Regions from separate parts of the Drosophila melanogaster genome. Here region 2 is linked to region 1. A link is a contact called in public targeted proximity ligation data. All regions are on one chromosome and are shown on one strand. The core of a region is the stretch at or near the end of the contact, and the rest is flanking DNA. Distances in the headings are between cores, read along the strand shown. Region 1 holds the start of CG13476. Region 2 holds the start of Tollo (tollo).

Region 1 (5,757 bases), core at 1,294-3,793:
CCTGAAACTTTCTTAAGTAGTTGGCATAGTTGAGTCGAGCGGCCTGGGAAATTGGCAAGCGTAGCGTAAGTCAGTCGACTGATAGTTAATAGTAACAATAATGAGAAAAAGCTCAAGGCAAGCTTAAAGATAACGAAAGCTATTTAATTTATTACCCCAGCCATCTTTCATTTCAGTACGCACAAAAATGATTATAAATGGGCAGTGAAGTGAAATATCTTCGGCAGATTTCCTCTTTTTTATTATTTCCCTATATTATGTTCAACTTTAGTGAACAAAATATTACAAAATCTAAAACATACATAATGTTAATTTATTTCTCACCGAATTTTATTTTACTTTCAGGTGAGTTCAATCTTGTTATTAAGTATATTACATCGATACGGAGCCAATCAAATTATGACGAATTTATCAAGAGGTATTTACATGTTAATAAACTATAACTATTTTATTAAGATATACATAATTTAATTATTTAAATATTACTAAGTAGATTTAAATAAAATATTTGGAAATGAACACTTGGGTGTTCACAACTTTAGTTTTAAAATACATTTCTTGGGTTGATTTTGATTTTTATTGATTTTATTTCAATACCAATATCTAGAAGATCTGTCATCTTTCTATTGACCCAAATCACCCTACTCTCTCTGACCTATAACATCTGGTTTATCGAATTTTTCCGTCAATTATGTTGGTTTCTGTGAAAAAGGTTGCCATGATTGAATTACCATAGGATTTCAACAAAATATGTGTCGCAGTATGAAGACCTTGCCGAAACTTGATAAGCAAGCACAGGCAGAGAAATAAATAGTCCCTTTTCTTTTCAAGCCGCAATAAATCACCTGCCAACCGCACATCAATTTTAGAAAGCTCCAAATGGGGATGCAAAATAATCAAAAGCGCAGAACCTTAGTTAACTGCTATATTTCAGCCAATCAATCAAACTGGTTTCAATTATTTTTTCATACATATTCAGGTTTATAGTGTTTATATGTAAGGTGTTTGTAGGTTCTTTATTGAGGCAAATATATATAAAAGAAAAAAAATAAATAAATAAGGTACATTTTGAACTTCACTATAAACAAAAGTCAACACGTCCTTAGTCTCTTAAATATGAATTCGACTTTAAAATCGAATAGTATTTGCAATCCACATCAGAAATAAAGTTCTCTTAATTCAGACTAACAAAAAAGATTGATGTTCTTATATATGCATTCACATAAGTTCGACATGGAAGAAAAAATAATCGGAAAATTGCCAAAGCTTCTTCCTTTTCAAAAAGTGTTCTGCATTTGTGTGGGTATAAACGTGTCCTTGTGAGTGTCTGCACTCATGCATAGAAATAAGCCGATAAAACCCTGACAATTGTGTCATGGAGTAGCGTTTTAGTTTTGGGATTGGACTTAATGCCTCTTGACTTCAATTTGCATAGTCGGCTTAGCAACGTTCGTGCAATGATTGAATGACAAATTGATAGAATTCGGCATTTACCAGTTGACAGCTAAGGAAGAGCTTTTTCCGGTCGGAGGAAACGGAAGAAAAGTTAAACCGATGATGGAGATTTCAGTTCAAATTCTGTTTGAGCATGATTTAATTATCGTGCCGGTTAAAAAGGACTTTTCATTTGCCTACAACAATGTTCACAACGAGTTGCGCCTTTTTAATTATAAAAATCAAAATTCATGAAAAGCTCTTAGAATATAGAGATATGATCTTTTAGTGTTTAAATCTCTTGAATGCGAGTATAACATAATATATATATAAATAGGCTTTTCATCATCACATATAGATGATTTAATCCTTCTTCTCCAACAAAATTTTAAGCCATTCCCAACAAAGTTGTTAAATTGTTAACAAAGCGAACATTTTCACTCAAAAAACGCCCCTATCGCATTGACTCTGACCTAGACCGCAAGCCGTTTAGATCCCGCAGGACTTCCCATTAATCCAATTAGGGCTGAACATATTTGCTTCTCATTAAAAATGAAATCCTTTGCTTTGGACCGGAATCAAGAGCTTTGACCAATTACCAAGCGTTTTTTCATTTACGTTCGCACATTCGAAATAAAAAATTAACCAGGAAGGTCGCAGATAAAGGCATTGACAGAGCAGCTTAGAAATCTCTTTGTCAGCAACTTAAATGAAAATTAAGACATCTGCTTTCATTTAGCTTAAGTGCTTATCTTGCGAAGGACGCAAAGGCAAAGGACACGTTTGCCCACAGGACAATCAATTATGAATGCAACACCGAGCACCATCAGCTTGGCAAAATAGTCTGTAATAAAAGTTAGGTTCATGAGGAGTGCGATGCTTTTGGGCGGCTAATGATGATAATTATATGTTTTAAGTGACATTGATTTGTCGCCTTCAGGATGGGCCGGGAAATTCCCATGATGTTTAATTCATTAGCCAGCTAATCGGCTTACTCTGATAATTAATATAATTGATGTCAGTCATCTTATTGTAGCGCCACCCAAGCAGGCTACTCATTCCCAGTTGCCTCTGTGTCATTTCTATGGATCTAAAATAGGTTTCCCAGTACTATTGACGCCCTGAAAGTAATCAGATATTCACACATAAAATAAATTCAAATAAAATCTGTATATTTTGTACGCTCACAATGAACATGAGGGGAATGGCCAAGCGTTCTATTTGGCTGCAATGTCTTCGGGAAAATGCCACCAATATGCGCCTGGAGCACGAGGATCTGGGACGTCGCATTGCTGTTTCTTTGGCCAGTTCCCAGAAAGCTCTAGTTGATATCGAAAACTTGAATCAAGAGCTGTTAAAAATGAAGGACACAATCCATAATGCCATTTCCAATGTTATGGGCTACGAAAAGAAGTGTTGTGAATTGCTCCTGGAAATTTTGATTAAAATAGTTGAGAACAACGACCTGGATGCCGAACTAAATCCCAAAATGATCTCCAAGGCGTTTCTCGACTTGGATCCGAGTTCCGACGAGACAGAAGTTCTGAATGACCGTAGTCTTGCAGCGTCTGATTTTAATCAGCAATATCCAAAAGATGTGCCGGATTCTATTGATATAAACATAACAGAAGACCAGTAACCATTTTAAATAGGATCCAAGACCGCACCAATTCGATTACTAACGTCTTAATTTAATGCGTTGTCAATTCCACCTCACACATTTAAAAGGAATAATAAGGTGGTCAGGGCTACAAATGTTTTATATTTTTTATCGATTCAATTAAATTTGCATGGTGAAATGACAAAACCCATTGTCTCTTTCTTCAGTTTATAGTTGTGGGAAAGTTTCTAAGACGTTCGAAATGTTAAAACCCTTGAAACGAAAAAACTTAGGATGACCATAAAAATACAAAATTATGAACAGAAAGAAAAGAGAAAAGCACGCCAACATCCGCACAAATTGTCCTGCAGAAAAGTCAAGACAAAATCACGTATACGCACTGTGACAACCCACAGCCTGGGTTAAAGACAATCCCAACTGGTAATCCAAGTCGTGTGCGTAGCCAGCATCCATGTTCCTAAACAATTTGTCGGCGATTTGTCGGCAAACTTGAGCCATATACGCCACACATACGCACCGAGTGAGCCATATTGCACATACGCCCCGTGTGACCCACAGAGGAATACAAAGAGTAACGAGGTTAAGTGACCCAACCAGCAAAACAACCTGTTGACTCAGGCTCTCTGCTCTCTCACTCAAAGCAAACTCACTCATCGGTGGGTTTGTTTTGCTCCGCTCTTTCGCCGGTAATCGGCAATTGGCACTCATTCCACTGCTTTTTCATACTCACTCCGAGTGCTTTTGCCTTGGCGACGGTTCTCCAGCTGCGGTTGAGCTCAGTTGCCGCTTGTCAGTCGCCACGTGCGGTTCGGTTTCGGTTACGGTTGCGGATCGGGATTCCTCAGAAAGTCTGCGCCGTGCTACAAATCCAGTTTACGTCGCATTTTTCGAGTGGGAGTAAGCGTAAGTGACGTTCGCGTGCCTAAAGTCAGTTTGGATGGGGGAGAGATGCAGATAAAGATAAAGTTCGATCCGGAATAAAATACGACGGAGATACATTTCAATGGAGTTCAATTTCAAATGAAGCTTTTTAATTGGCTTTTGAATTTTTGAAAGACACTGCAAAACAAATCAATATACAAATTTTCAAAAAGTATATAAATTGCTTGGAATAAATTTGCTTTCCACAAATACAATTTTAATATAAAAGTTAAAACTTGTCATGTGAAAAACAAAAATTTTGTGCTTGTAGTAAAAATTGCTAGTAAATATATAAATATTTTGATAAACTATAAAATTGTTCTCCCCATCGGATTTTGTTTATATTCTGGTCTCCCCCATTCGGTTTCCATTCAAATTAACTAGTTCTGCAATTCTCACTTTGACTTCTGACATCGGCTGTAATCAAATTTTGCCTTTCATTTACAACTTGTTATAATTCCGGTGCCGTTCGCAACCGGAAACGTGCTCGCCGCCGTTTTGTCTACGCCACAAAACAGCCAAAGCCAGCTGAAGAAAAAGGAAAACATGAAAAGAAACAAAGCCAAGAGTAAAATAAACTTTGCCAGCTAAATATTTCTTTGGCATTCCGGTTGCAGAATTTCTTGCTTACAAAAAAGGCAAAGGGAACAACATCGAAAAATAACAAATGCATGTGAAGACATTCTGTTCGCAGTGCCATGAAGTGGTTAGAATCTTGGCTTGCACTTGTCTAAACAAAATATATACATACGTTGTGCATTTATGAATATAATATGTGGAGCATCCTTGGCTGGCTGCCGAAATGACAAAATGATGCATTAAACTAATTGGAAAAACTTTGGGTGTTTTCAGTGAGTGCTCAGCGGAGCTGAAAAGAATCTGAAAGAAGTGAACAAAGGAGTGTGTGTTGTGGACTAGAAGTGATTGAATTTTAAGGCTGTATAAACGGAAATAAAGTAACAAAAATTCGTTGGCTTATGGGGCCAATTAATTACCATAAAATTATTAATATGCCAACTACACAATCGTATTTGCAATCTTTGCGGAAATTTCTGTTTTACTTATGTGAAATACAAAAAAAAATGACAGCAACGGAAACGGTTTAAAATGGTTAAATAATGTGATCTGTTCACTGAATTCACTGAATTAATGCAAATTCAACGCAACGCTCAATAATTGTTATATATATTCAATGAAATTACCACGAATAAACTAATATGCACACCACTTGTTTTTCCCACAATTTTCTACGTAATTGTCCATGTTAATTTGTCACTAACCTTGGTCAAAGTTTTAGCTTGTTTACACAAGAGTGTCAGAATCGGCCAGACAAGTAAACATGAAAGCGAGAGCAAATATTTTAACAGAAAATTGAAGCAATCAGCAAGCAAAGCTTGAGATAGTCCCAAGAAGTTCGTGAGAAAATGATACTTTATTTATTTAAGTAAAAAAGGTCAAGAGACCCAAACAAGCAATGTGTATATGTCTGAGTAATGCAGATTGAGCGAAAATTAAGGCAGTTGATAATGTGGTGTGGATTGAAGGGAAATGGGGAAGCCTAAGAGGTATTAAAACGGAACCGCATTGTTCACATAATTGAAAAATAGATTTCTCTACACTCTGCTGAGAAATTGTGATTGCTTTCAGCATATTTATGTGCGTAGGGGGAGAGACCGACAGCGTATTCAGCCAGCTGTCCAAGAAATCTAGGCCGTTTAAATTGCTCCACGTTCTCTACATAGTGTATATATAAGCGTCGACTATATTTAGAATTCTTCTAT
Region 2 (5,757 bases), core at 995-3,494, 530 kb after region 1:
TGTCAGTTTGAGTGGTTATTTTTAAGATAATAATATAGCATGGTCGGCGATCCCAGCCGTTAGCTTGCAGCTCACCCTTGAGTGACTCGAAATTAATTCGGCTTGAAATAAACCTAATTTTTGCGATTACGCTATCAACTTTTATTTAAGGCGAATTATGAACACAAATATCTTAAGTAAGCCTTAACTATATAATATTTTATGGATATTTTGTTAAATATTTTAAAATCTCTGATACCAAACTGATGTTTTTATATCTAAACGAAGTCTTATTAAACTAAACTTTAGCTTATAAAGTTACTGATCTAAGCTTTTTAAGAACTGTCTATTAACAATTATATTTTATATATTTCGCTTAGTCAGGATTTTACTTTCGAAAAGCTTAAATTAAATTAGAAGACTTTTCGGATCATTAAATTCTCAGCTTTTTTGAATAAGCTTCCGATTGATTATAAAACACTTGTTGCACTTATTTTTTCGAACCCAGCTGTTTGTGTGTTCTGTTTAATCCGGTAGCGATCTGTTTTGCTTGGCGCATTGTTTTGGGAAAGTTTGAAAGTGCGGTTACAGCATATGGGCAGCCAGATCATGCGAAAAAATATATCAGATTTGGACTCGTACTCATACTTGTATTCGGACCCCTTCGAACTTTAGGTCGGCTCCATCTGCGGCTCAGCCACCGCCACCTCATAATGAGTAAGCCCCCCGAGTTTGAGATCTCCCCGACAAATCTCGATTGCCCGGCCAGCCGGTCCGGTTCGGTATTGAAGAAAAATACCAACGGTCCGAGTTCGAGTCCCAGCCCCAATCCAATCCCACCAACTGCTGCGGCTGCTCTCATAAATCAAGAAAAATCAGTCAATTTTTTTGTGGGTTCGCGTGTGTGAGTGTGCGCCTATATCAAACTGACATTGGCTGAATTAACAATTGATTTCAATAATTTTTTATGATTATTCTCTGCTTTTTTTTCGTCTCGTTTTCGGTTTTTGTGGCTGTCTGCAAGGCAAGCAAAGAAAAGCCGAAGATCAGCCGCCACTTGCACTCGAATCCGTCGATTCAGCAAATCGGTTCTCTTTCGTTTCTCTCAACGGATATATCTCATCTGCTGAATATGGAAAAACACTCAATTGCGCTGAGTACTCAACGCTCAGCTGGGTTTTCGTGGAGTAGAACTCGTCTAACCGGTGTGACGAGTGTCAATGTCTCATTGGAATTGAAATTGTTTGCTCGGCTTTGACGCTCAGCGGAACCGACAGGCGGGAAACGGCGGGGAGGCACATAGTGCGCACAGTGGGCCCAAATCGGCAAGGTGCCAGCTGTGGGTGTGAACCTGCTGGGACGGGGAGTTATTGTCCAAAGATCAAGGTTGTTTTGGCGTGACAAATATTTGAGGTGTGGACTAATTTGATTTGTATTTAAAGCCACGACACCGGAAATCGTATAAGATAACTGCAGAGGTCCTTCCTTAGATTGTTTGTCCGTATCGAATTGGTATTTGAATTTATTTCCTATTTTCATACTATATACAATTTTAAACATTATTATATTATAATAATAATAATATTTAATTCTAATTTATAATTAAACATTATTCATGAGTCAAATGACCTTTATTCTCCAGAAGTATAAGTTGTGGATTCTTTTATTCCTATACTTTTGAATAACTGCTTTGAAATTTTCTTTGTGGATTACAGTGCCGCACTTGTTACATATTTCATATTATTTAATAGTTGTCCCATCCATCTACTTCTCTAGGGAACTTTTTTTATCAGATCGGGAGATCGCTATACAGATCTAGCATATCGATTTACCTATTCCTTCCGTCGGCATCCTTGACCCTAAAGTATTGCAGATTTGGAATATCCTTGGTCTTAAAATTACACATGTTTCTGTAGACTAATATCACCTGCCCATCTCCCGCGATCTCACTTCCTCACATCTTCCATCTTTGCTTTGCTTTGTTGCAAAACCCCATGCTAATTCTACCTGCCCACCGAGTGCAATTCGTTGCTATTCGGCCCACTGTGCACTGTGGGCCATTACGTGCAATGCGTTTGCGTTCGGATTGCATAGTTTTGTTTACTCGATCGCATCTCGCTCTAGTTCCTTGGTTCTGTGTGCGTGCTCAATGAGTGCTCACTTACTCATTTACTCAGGTACTCAGCTACTCACTCACATAGTCACTCAGGCGGATGAGTGATTTTCAGCGGCACTTGCTGCTGGCTGAAAACCGGAGAGAGCGATCAGTTTTTGAGTTGACTTCGAGCCGAGCGGACGCGCGTTTGTCGTTCAGCGGATGAAATAGAAAAAAGAAGAAGTATCGCTTCGAGAAAAATTGGAACACAATTTATCAATCGCGCTATCGCACCCCCCACTTGGATTACGGTCAACGCGAAACAACTGCAAAGCAATAAAATTAAGATATAGAAATCGAAAAACGAATGCAACCGAAATCAAAAGATATAAGAAGATAAAGAAAATTACATAGCCAGCGGGAAGAAACAAGAAAATCGTTTTAGATCAAGCATTAAATCGGTTGATGTGGTGTTGTTGTGAAAAGTGGCGATTGTGCAAAGCTGCGCTATAAAACCAAACAAAAAACAAAATAATTTAAAAAATCCCAAATAAGCACACACACAAAATGGGCGAAAAATAGAACGAGCAGTGAAAGACCAAAAGAAGCCCCTCATAACCTCCCCGATTAACCAAAATCGAAACCCCATTCGAAGTTTAGGAACCACCAAAAATGCTGGCCACCACCCACATGCTGTACGTGCTGATTGCCACCTGTGTAATACCCATTTTCGGGGCAGCCCTCAGCAAGACGGTGTTGTACCAGGCTCCCGATGAGTGCCGCTGGTCCGGCGGCGGGGAGCATGACATCACTCTGGTCTGTCACCTGAGGACCATCAACTCGGAGCTGGAGAACACCAACTTTAGCGTGATCCAGCCGCAGAACACGGTGCGCCTGCGTCTGGAGTGCAACGATGCCCTGTTCTTCCAGAGCAGTCTGAGTCCGGATAGCTTCAGATCGCTGGTGGAACTCAGGGATCTCACCATCGAGTACTGCAAGCTGGGCAATCTCACGGATGGATCTTTCCGTGGTCTGCAGGAGCTGCGAAACCTCACGATTCGCACGCACAATGGCGATTGGTCCACAATGTCGCTGGAGATGGCATCCAATAGCTTCGTGGAGTTCCGCCAGCTGGAGCGTTTGGATCTGAGTCTCAACAACATCTGGCTGATACCGGATGGCATGGTGTGCCCCCTGAAATCCCTGCAGCACCTGAATGCTTCGTACAACAAAATTCAGGACATCAGCAACTTTTACTTCAGTGCCTCGCTCAGTTCGCGGAAGGCACGAGTTTGCGGCTCCACACTGCAAAGTTTGGATCTGAGTGCCAACAAGATGGTCAGCTTGCCCACGGCAATGTTATCGGCTCTGGGCCGACTGACCCATCTGAATATGGCCAAGAACAGTATGAGTTTTCTGGCCGATCGCGCCTTCGAGGGTCTTCTTTCGCTGAGGGTTGTGGATCTTTCGGCGAACCGATTGACCTCTTTGCCGCCAGAGCTCTTCGCGGAGACCAAACAACTGCAGGAAATTTACTTGAGGAACAATTCCATCAATGTACTGGCCCCAGGAATCTTCGGAGAGTTGGCTGAACTTTTAGTTCTCGACTTGGCAAGCAACGAACTGAATTCCCAGTGGATCAATGCTGCCACATTTGTGGGTCTCAAGCGTCTCATGATGCTGGATTTATCGGCTAATAAGATCAGCCGCCTGGAGGCTCACATCTTTAGGCCCCTGGCCAGTTTACAGATCCTGAAACTGGAGGATAACTACATCGATCAGCTGCCGGGGGGAATCTTCGCGGATCTCACCAACCTGCACACACTGATCCTCTCGCGCAATCGCATCTCAGTCATCGAACAGCGCACTCTGCAGGGCTTGAAGAATCTACTTGTGCTCTCCTTGGACTTCAACAGGATATCCCGAATGGATCAGAGATCCCTGGTGAACTGCAGCCAGTTGCAGGATCTGCACTTGAACGACAACAAGCTGCAGGCGGTGCCCGAAGCTCTGGCCCATGTTCAACTACTCAAAACCCTCGATGTGGGCGAGAACATGATCAGTCAGATCGAGAACACTAGCATCACCCAGCTGGAGAGTCTGTATGGCCTCCGGATGACGGAGAACTCTCTCACCCACATCCGGCGAGGAGTTTTCGATCGCATGAGCTCCCTGCAGATCCTTAACCTGTCCCAGAACAAGCTAAAGTCCATCGAGGCTGGTTCACTGCAGAGGAATAGTCAGCTTCAGGCCATCAGACTGGATGGAAATCAGCTAAAATCCATTGCTGGCCTCTTCACGGAACTGCCCAACTTGGTGTGGCTGAATATCTCGGGTAATCGTCTCGAGAAATTCGATTACTCGCACATTCCCATCGGATTGCAGTGGCTGGATGTTCGGGCCAATAGGATCACTCAGTTGGGCAACTATTTCGAGATCGAAAGCGAACTGAGTCTGAGTACCTTTGATGCCAGCTATAATCTGCTGACGGAGATAACGGCTAGCTCTATACCAAATAGTGTGGAAGTTTTGTACTTGAACGATAACCAGATCTCCAAGATTCAGCCGTACACGTTCTTCAAGAAGCCCAATTTGACGCGGGTGGATTTGGTGAGGAATCGCTTGACCACCTTGGAACCCAATGCTCTCCGCTTGTCACCCATCGCCGAGGATCGTGAGATTCCGGAGTTCTATATTGGTCACAATGCTTACGAGTGTGACTGTAACTTGGACTGGCTGCAAAAGGTGAATCGTGAGTCGCGTACTCAGCCGCAACTCATGGACTTGGACCAGATTCACTGCCGGTTGGCTTACGCTCGAGGATCTTCACATGTCTCCCTGATAGAGGCCAAGTCCGATGATTTCCTTTGCAAATACGCCTCACATTGCTTTGCCCTGTGCCATTGCTGCGATTTCCAGGCGTGTGACTGCAAAATGGAGTGCCCGGATAGGTGTTCCTGCTACCACGATCAGTCCTGGACATCGAATGTGGTGGACTGCAGCCGGGCTTCCTATGAGCAGACTCTGCCATCACACATTCCCATGGATTCCACTCAGCTGTATCTGGATGGAAACAATTTCCGGGAGCTGCAGAGTCATGCGTTCATCGGTCGCAAGAGGCTAAAGGTGCTGCACTTGAACCACTCCAGGATCGAGGTGCTTCACAATCGCACCTTTTATGGACTTCTGGAGCTGGAGGTTCTCCAATTGCAAAGTAATCAGTTGAAGGCCTTAAATGGCAACGAATTCCAGGGATTGGATAACCTCCAAGAACTATATCTACAGCACAACGCTATAGCTACGATCGATACCCTCACCTTTACGCACCTGTATCACCTGAAAATTCTGCGATTGGATCACAATGCCATCACATCATTCGCCGTCTGGAACTTCCTGCCCAGTTATCTGAACGAACTGCGTCTGGCCTCCAATCCCTGGACCTGCAGCTGTGAATTCATTGATAAGCTTAGGGACTACATAAATCGTCATGAGTATGTGGTGGACAAGCTGAAGATGAAGTGCGATGTGATCAGTGGAAATAGCACCCAGCAGATGGTCATCTACCCGGGATCCGGAGAACCTGCTTCCCTGCCCGTTGTTCAGTGCTCTCAGACCTTGCCCTTGGGTCTGGATAACAACTTTAACTATGCAGAGCAGGCTGGTGGCGAGAATGCCTCGAATGC

What was found.
Region 2: a targeted proximity ligation map of the S2 cell line shows a contact between it and region 1, with 6 times the contacts expected there. A contact is called at or near these places in 4 of 107 Hi-C or Micro-C datasets (the Kc167 cell line, the S2 cell line, embryo and 1 more) and 2 of 7 datasets of targeted methods (the Kc167 cell line and the S2 cell line).

The regions. Positions count from the first base shown.
Region 1 is chr3L:14,702,921-14,708,677 of dm6, forward strand. It overlaps CG13476, which reads left to right and starts at 2,544. Exons shown (of 1, transcript NM_206354.2): 1 at 2,544-3,237. The coding sequence starts at 2,624. The coding sequence ends at 3,073. All of the region lies in intron 2 of ome (omega), which reads left to right.
Region 2 is chr3L:15,233,375-15,239,131 of dm6, forward strand. It overlaps Tollo (tollo), which reads left to right and starts at 2,245. Exons shown (of 1, transcript NM_080018.2): 1 at 2,245-5,757. The coding sequence starts at 2,747.